Regions from separate parts of the Macaca mulatta genome. Here region 1 is linked to region 2. The links are chromatin contacts, called in public Hi-C maps. All regions are on one chromosome and are shown on one strand. Each heading gives the region's core, a stretch centred on a gene start, on an enhancer-like site or on the middle of the called end of the contact. The rest is flanking DNA. Distances are from core to core; before and after follow the strand shown.

Region 1 (4,228 bases), core at 330-2,829, 120 kb after region 2:
GAGAACGCAAGGCAGCAGATGCAACCCATGGATAAGTCTGAGGTATTTAATACCAAGGGCTGGCACGTCTGACCCTGTGGTCAAAGTCAAGATTGCCTCTCTACCTACCAGGACCCCAAAACAAAGTTCCTTTCACTACCGATGAATAAACGGGGGTGGGGGTGGGGGTGGCAAGCCGTTTCCTTTTTTCGTGAAAAGAGCTGCAAAGAGTTTTGTCATGCAACTTGGTTTGGTAACTGTTAGTGTCAATGTAAGAGCAACAGAGTCCGCGAAGGTGGCTGTTACCATTCCACAGACCTGCGGCAAGGACTGTCAATCCGATTCAGCAAATAACCCCACCTCTCCAAGCCAGGACTCCAGAGCTGCCCTGTGTGGTATCTCAGCAAGGAAAGCCAACAAAGCTGGTGGACACAGGCAGACCGTAGCCCACCGCCTGTGAGTGGAGACTCCCAGCCGACTTGACCTCCTCCTCGGAGGGACCGGCCCGATCTGAAAGGGCGGTCTCCAAGGGTCCCCATCCCGCACCACGCACACAGCCTGGGGCAACTAAAGAGGAAGTCGGGATGTCACATCCAACGGATAAAGACAGCCCCGCCACACAAGAGCCGCATTCTGGGCAGGACTCCTGCTAGGCTTGGGAAGGGGTCCCAGTCTGCGATCCTTTCTCCCTCTACGTGCAGCGTCCTCCTCCCGGGGGCGCCGGCCGGTGGCGCCCACTCAACGCGGCGCGGTGGGAGTCCCGGGAGCACCCCGAGCCCCCGGCCCCCTCCCCGGCTCCGCCGGGCCCGCGGCCGCCGCACTCGCGCACCCCGCGACCCAGCTGCCCAGCGCCCGCGGGCCCTGCCCCGGACTCGGGCACGCAGTTCCGACGGCCCAGGGCGGGGACGGCGCCGCGGAGGGGAGCTGCCGCCGCGGGCTCTCGGAGGCACCGGCGGCCGCGCACACTCCTCCCCTTCGCCGTGAGTAAACAGCTCGCGGGCGCGCTCCAGCCGCGCCCCCATCCCCCCGCCGGGCTCCGCGCCGCCCTGCGCCCGCGCGTCCCGCCCGCCGGCGCCGCCGCCCCCTACCTGGTCGGTGAGTTTGAGCACTGCCATTCTTCCGCTCCTTCGCGCGCACACACATGCAGGTCCCCGGCCCGCAGATGTCACGCCGGGAGCCGGGGAAGCGGAAGGAATTGCCAGGGGAAGGGAAAAAAATCTGGCTCCCGAATTTGACAGCCCTCCCCCTGCTCCTCCTCCGCCGCCACCTCCTCCCGCCGAGAGGCTGACACTGGCTAGTGGGGTTTGCAGCCGAGCCCGCCCGCCTTTCCACAGGAAGTACCGGCTGCTGCCAGCCGGGCCGCCACTGACATCACCGCGCGCTGGCTTGCTCGCCGCCCGCCGCCTGGGCCGACGCTGCCTCCTGCCGCCCGCAGCCGCGCCGCGCAGCCCGGCCCCCGGCGCTGCCCCCGCGCCCGCACCGGGACGCCGCCTGCCTTCCGCACCTGCACGTGGCGCCCCGCCCGGCCGGCCCCGGACCCCTGGTGGATCGCGGGCCTCCCTGATGGGTCTGACACACACGGGTGGGGAAGCCCGCGGGGACACACCCCGAGGGGGCAGGAAAGGCTGTCACTCACACCCCGTCCACTTTAACCGGGGAGACGGGGTCACGCCCCCTTCCCCTAACCCAGAATCAGATGGTGGCAGCGCCCCGACGATCCCACCTCGCCAGGGACTGCAATTCCGATGCTCTCTTTGTTTAATGCCAGGAGGCAGTGGATTCTTTAGAGGGTGTTTCTCAAACATTTATGGGTGGAGGGAACCGAAACTCTGACCCTTCCACCTTGTTCTCCAGCCATCTTCCAGCTAAACACACACACACACACACACACACACACACACACACACACGTGCACACACACATACTATTGTTAAATTCGAACACCCTGGGTTTGGTTTTGCTGGTGGGGGTGGAGTGGAGTTCCTGGAGAAGCAAAGCAGTCCTAAATCACCAAGTTGATGGGGCTTTTGGGTGTTCCCACCAGTCCTTACTGATTTCTACAAAACCCCAAGTTACCAAGCTCTTCAGTAAATAGATGACAGCTGTCAAACACCATGGGCTGCAGACACAACGGTCATATTCGTAAGCATAGTAACTGTTGATAGTTCTGGAATTTGGAGCAAACACTTATTCATTGAACAGCTATGTACTGAGTCCCTACCTTGTTAGGCACTGGCTAGGCACGGGAATAAACAGAGAGCATAAATAAGATACCTGCTCTCAGAAGATGCCAACATAAACCACATAGTCTCTGCTAATGAATGTAATTACAAACTGAGATAAGGGATCTCAAGGGAAAATATGCTTCTGAAGTGAACCCACAACAAAGGAATCAGACCAGACTGGTGGGTTGAGGGCAGGCTTCCCTGAGAAAGTGACAGGAGTTGAGATCTGGAGGAGGCAGAATGAAGTAAGCAAGTGGAGAGGAAGTGCTCCCAGGCAGCCCCGTGTGCCCCTGGCAGGCCATAGAGCAAACCTGTAGGGCGGCATTGAACAGCTTTGAAGAGCAAACTAGAGCTACAGAATTCTTTGGTCAAGACCAAACATCTACCTCTCCTGTATATTCACAAACCAAATGTCCAGTCTTCCTCCCTACTCTTAGAACCTCCCCCAAAGGTTGCACGTGAGACAGGAGAGAAAGGAGCCTTAATATCCTCACATTTACCATGCAGCCACTCTGGTTGTCAAAGCAGCTAAATCCCAAATGTACCTTTATTAGTCCTATAGATTATAATTCAGATCATGCAGACAAGAAGAACCAGGGAACCTTGTTCCTGGCTTCCACTCCTCTATTATCAATGTTGCATGGAAACAAACAAAAAAATTCTTTACAAGGCCTTTCTCAGACATACAACAGATTGTTTATGTTGCATCTATGAGTCAGTTCTTCACTGCTGTTATTTGTATGTCTATTTACTGAACATCCTGCATGGCTTTGTAAGTAAACTGAATAGGACCCTGCATTCTCTACTAAAATAGAGCCATCTTTCAGAAGAGTGATAACATATGACTTAATCTGGAAGATTCACTCAAGATCCAATTTGATTCATCGCAGACATGCCTGCACCTAAGTTCCTGGGGCCAATGTGGGGAGGCAGCCATTCTCCGCCCAATCAGATCATCATCTTCTTTTTGTAACTAGTATTTTTAACACTCCCCTTACTATCCTGAAAAGTAATTTGTGGATAATATTACCTACCTATACAAATTAAAAAAAAAAAAAACCCAGCAACAATATATTGTCCTAATTGTACAATAAAGGAAAAATTAAAGGAAAGTAATTTATAATGAATATGTATTTCAGTAGGTAAATGGTACAACACAACTCTCTTTGTCTTCTAACAAAACGAAGCAGTAAGATGCTTCCACCTCTATGGAGAGGCTTTGTGAATGAGAATTACAAATGCAGACAGATGTGAATACATAGTGTTAGCAATTCAAATATCAAGATCGGTGTTGTCATAGGTGACATGACTTTGTGAAAGGTTGAACAACTCGTGGCCAAGTTTCAAATAAAATAGGGAGCAGAGGATTTGGCAAAATTTATTGATATGACTACATTTATCAGAAGGTCTGCTTTTAATGTGTTAGCCAGTACTCTGACAGTGATTCAAACAGTTTGTTTACTTCATTAAATGAGACTCAGACTCAGCGGGGGACTATATTCGGTGAGCTTGAGATGCCAGAATGCCGCTGGTATAATGTAGAGAAAGAAATCCAAAGGTTTGTGGAGATGGGAATGTTGGAATAATTTTATCATGTATAATCTGTACAACTAACCCCTACATATTCCTGGAGAGCCAGATGATGATCTTTATACTGAAGCATTGAAAAATACAGGCCGGACACCATGGCTCACGCCTGTAATCCCAGTACTTTGGGAGACTGAGGCAGGTGGATCACCTGAGGTCAGGAGTTCGAGACCAGCCTGGCCAACATGGTGAAACCCTATCTCTACTAAAAATACAAAAAATTAGCCAGGCGTGGTAGCACGCACCTGTAGTCCCAGCTACTCGGGAGGCTGAGTCAGGAGAATCACTTGAACCCAGGAGGCAGAGGTTGAAGTGAGCCGAGGTCATGCCATTGCATTCCAGCCTGGGCAATAAAGCAAGACTCTGTCAAGCAAGAAGGAAGGAAGGAAGAAATGAAGGAAGGAAGGGAGGGAGGGAGGGAGGGAGGGAGGGAGGGA
Region 2 (4,070 bases), core at 145-2,644:
TGGAGCTGTGACAAAGTCTAACAATTTGTCTGTTAGTGACAAAGTTGAGACTAGAACTTAGTTTTCTTGATTCTTGCAACTCAGTACTTTCTCTCACATGTAATATGTATATAAAATTCATGATCAGAATTCGGCTTCAGTTTCAACATACCCCCTATGGAGAAATATTATACACTAAGGAAAAAGCTGCCATATATGAGATACATTCTCTCTCTATATATACACATACATACTTACACAAATAGTGGCCAAATGAATATATAGATAGATAGATATAGATATAGATATAGTTCCTTGCAACAAAATAGCTAACAATAAAATAATCTTACCAAAAGACAGAAAACAAAGGGCTACAGTCTTTCAAAGTTGAGGGGGCTCAGCATGGGTCTGAGTTACAAAAATGAAGAAGGTAGTCACTAAGCAAAATTTTGAAGGATGAGACTGGGGACTGGAGAGTAAATCTTTCATGTTGGAAAATAATAGAAAATGAAGTTAGAAAAATGAATAACTGGGTCGGGGGAGCATCACATCAGCATAAGGAGCTTTAACCTAATCTTTTTGGTGCGATCATAGCTCATTACCACCTCAAACTCTTGGACTCAAGCAATGCTCCCACCTCAGCCTCCCAAGTAGTTCAGACTACAGGTATAGGCTACTGTTATACCTGGCGAATTTTTAATTTTTTTTTTTTTTTTTGTGGAGACAGGGTCTTGCTATGTTGCCCAGGTTGGTCTTGAACCCCTGGCCTCAAGCAATTCTTCTGCCTTAGCCTCCCAGAGAGCTGGGATTACAGTCATGAGACACTGTACCCAGCCTTTACCTAATCTTATGGACAAACAGGAATGGGGGTCTTGAGCAAGAGAAAGGAATAGACTTTTCCCAAACATTTAATCTGGCCAAAGTGTACACTCAGTATTGGAGGAAAGATTGGAGTTACAGACCCAGTTAGAAGGCTGTTGCTACAATCCAAGCCATCACAGGGAAGAACTTTCCCATCTTTTTTTAATCACAGTCTCCCCAGGTGCTACTTACAGGGATACGGTGAAAACAACAGATACAGTTTTTGGTTCTTTGATGTCTGCTCTATTCCTGGATGCAATTTTGGCCCAGCATCTTGGCCACTTTCCTTCACTCTTTATATATAGCCCAAATCCCTTGCCTCTGAAACACTAATGTTTCCAGGTGAAACTGAGGTTACTTCCTTTAGTTCTGGAACACTTCCATTTTTTCCCCCACAGAACCTCTGCGGATGTAAGCTCTGTTTTGTCAGACTTGTCACTTGATCGCTGAATTTAAATCATAACATTTCAAAAATAGGCCACATCCATAAAGAGAAAGGCAAATCAAAACAAGGCAGACAGCCTTTGCCAAGTGCCATATTTCTATCAGGATCTGCTGCCAACTACCCACAGCTTTTTTCACTCTGTCTAGTTTCAAATGGCTTGAGATCAAACCTAAACTTTAGCTAAGATAATTAAATTGTGGTTGGGGAGTTAACTTTTAAAGAAAGCTAATTTGGGCAAAAGGACAATGGATCCAGGAGGTTAGTTCATACAGAATATTTAAATCTGTGTAATTTTAGTGAAACTAAAAGAACAACTATATATAATTCTGCAACAGTTTCCTGTTTTGAAAAATTGGTATAGCGGTTTTATTTCTCATCTTGGCTTGGGTTACATTCTTTGTATAACTGTATCTTATTGCATATTGAATTCATGTAGTTTCAAACATGAGAGGTGAATTTAATAATGTTAATCAATATAAACCACTTTAGTGAGCTTTGTGGGGAAAAAAGAAAAATGGCCAGAAGATGATTTTCAGGGTTGTAGGCATATTCAGTATAATGTATTTGTCTGCTCAAACAGAGACAGCAGTTCAGTTTCAGGGTGCACCCGGTATGTGCATCACTTATAAAAAAAAAAAAAGACAACAATAAAAAAGTATTCTTTATTTAAAAATAGCAGAAAATGATCCATAACTACAGAAATATCTTCTTGTAGTCGTAATTTTAATTTTTGAGAATCTCACAAATGGGAAGCTAAATAAAGCAATTCAAGTGTTCTTTAAAAACAACAACAAAATCAGCATGTGGAAATGAAAGGTATTCTCAGAAAGGTGGCAATCTCTTGCTATATTTGAGGAGGCTAGAACTACTGTATACAAGATATATGGATTAACTCAGTCACATTAAATCATTCATGATTCAGGCAACTCCAGATTGGGTTTGTCTAAAATCTGTTAGCACCTGGGTTCTTTCCAAACACCAGCAAGCAATTTTCACACAATCAGGCCTTTCCAAAGCCCATGACAATTTTCCTTTAAACCCTCTCCTTCCCTTCTACTGTTCTTTTCTTTGAATTCCACGTGCATTCTTGGAAAGACAGGGAGCAGTTAAACTCTCACCACCTCTCCACAGATGAGGGACTAGCGACATGTGCAAAACTGAGTCACCTTCGTGGCCCTGGCCATTCTGGCCATTGTCAATTTTTTTTTCCTAAGGCATCTTGTTACAGCAACCATTCTAAAATGTAAGGCAGTGGGTTGACCAGGATCTGAATTAGCTTCTGCCTCAGATGGCTGGAGGGTCCCCTACTCCCCTCCCAGCCAGAAATTCACATGGAATGAAAATCTATTAGAGAATCCCTTCAGTGTAGTCTTCCAGGAAGCATCTTCTCATTTCCCCACCCAAAATCATGGCAAGGACATCCAGTGACAGATGTCAAAGGGAAAGGATAAGGCAGCAGGAAGAGAGAGGAGCCTGAGAGACTGAAAAACATTCGATAATATAAAATGGGAAAGTCTGCAAAAAAAAACAAAAGAACAGTCATATCATATTTCCTTTCAGAGACACCAACCCAGTACATAGCTCCTTTATTTCTTTACACACTACCCCCTCCAACAAGGGATAAAAGATATGTTTTCTAAAACTTAATCTGGTACATTTCAGAAAACAGCATTCAATTCAACAAAGATGTATTAAGCATAAGACATTTACTGAGCATAAGAAATTCAGACACTGGGCAATTCCTCAAGGATCTAGAACTAGAAATACCATTTGACCCAGCCATCCCATTACTGGGTATATAACCAAAAGATTATAAATCATGCTGCTATAAAGACACATGCACACGTATGTTTATTGCGGTACTATTCACAATAGCAAAGACTTGGAACCAACCCAAATGTCCATCAGTGATAGACCGGATTAAGAAAATGTGGCACATATACACCATGGAATACTATGCAGCCATAAAAAAGGATGAGTTCATGTGCTTTGTAGGGACCTGGATGAAGCTGGAAACCATCATTCTCAGCAAACTATCACAAGGACAAAAAACCGAACACCACGTGTTCTCACTCATAGGTGGGAATTGAACAATGAGAACACTTGGACACAGGAAGGGGAACATCACACACCGGGGCCTGTTGTGGTGTGGGGGGAAGTGGGAGGGATAGCATTAGGAGATATACCTAATGTAAATGACGAGTTAATGGGTGTAACACACCAACATGGCACATGTATACATATGTAACAAACCTGCATGTTGTGCACATGTACCCTAGAACTTAAAGTGTAATAATAAATAAATAATTCAGACACTGGAGGCCAGGCACAGTGGCTCATGCCTGTAATCCCAATACTTTGGGAGGCCAAGGCAGGTGGATCACTTGAGTCCAGGAGTTTGAGACCGGCCTAGACAACATGGTGAAACCCCATCTCCACTGAAAATGCAAAAATCATCTGGGCATGGTGGTACACTCCTGTAGTCCCAGCTACTCTGGAGGCTGAGGTGGGAGAATCAACTGAGCCCAGGAAATTGAGGCTGCAGTGAGCCATGCTCACACCATTGTACTCCAGCCTGGGTGACAGAGTGAAATCCTGTCTCAAAAAAAAAGAAAGAAAAAGAAAAAGAAAGAAAGAAAATAAAAGAAAAAGAAAGAAATTCAGACACTGGAATGTCAGAGTCAGTCTCTCCCTTGATGAGGTTACCAAGGTGTAACAGGAAGTATGCAAATACACACAGCTGGAGTGTAAGCCACATGCTGCAGAATAAGTGCATGGAGAAGGG

What was found. A called contact is a pair of places that touch in the nucleus more often than the background predicts.
Region 1: a contact with region 2 is called in a Hi-C map of fetal cortical plate, with 2.5 times the contacts expected there. The contact joins the promoter of ANKRD44 here to the enhancer-like site in region 2. A contact is called at or near these places in 7 of 14 Hi-C or Micro-C datasets (CD4 T cells, blood, cortical neurons and 3 more).

What each region holds. Positions count from the first base shown.
Region 1 is chr12:102,247,152-102,251,379 of T2T-MMU8v2.0, forward strand. ANKRD44 (ankyrin repeat domain 44) reads right to left here and starts at 1,580. Exons shown (of 28, transcript XM_077957343.1): 1 at 1,484-1,580.
Region 2 is chr12:102,131,452-102,135,521 of T2T-MMU8v2.0, forward strand. All of the region lies in intron 1 of ANKRD44 (ankyrin repeat domain 44), which reads right to left. Among named protein-coding and RNA genes, the nearest start is that of ANKRD44, 120 kb to the right of the region's middle. Within about 2 kb of position 1,395, at least 7 of the 40 cell types and tissues checked have an H3K27ac peak or open chromatin away from gene starts, as enhancers often do. A contact at or near this core is called in fetal cortex germinal zone and fetal cortical plate, where this site is marked.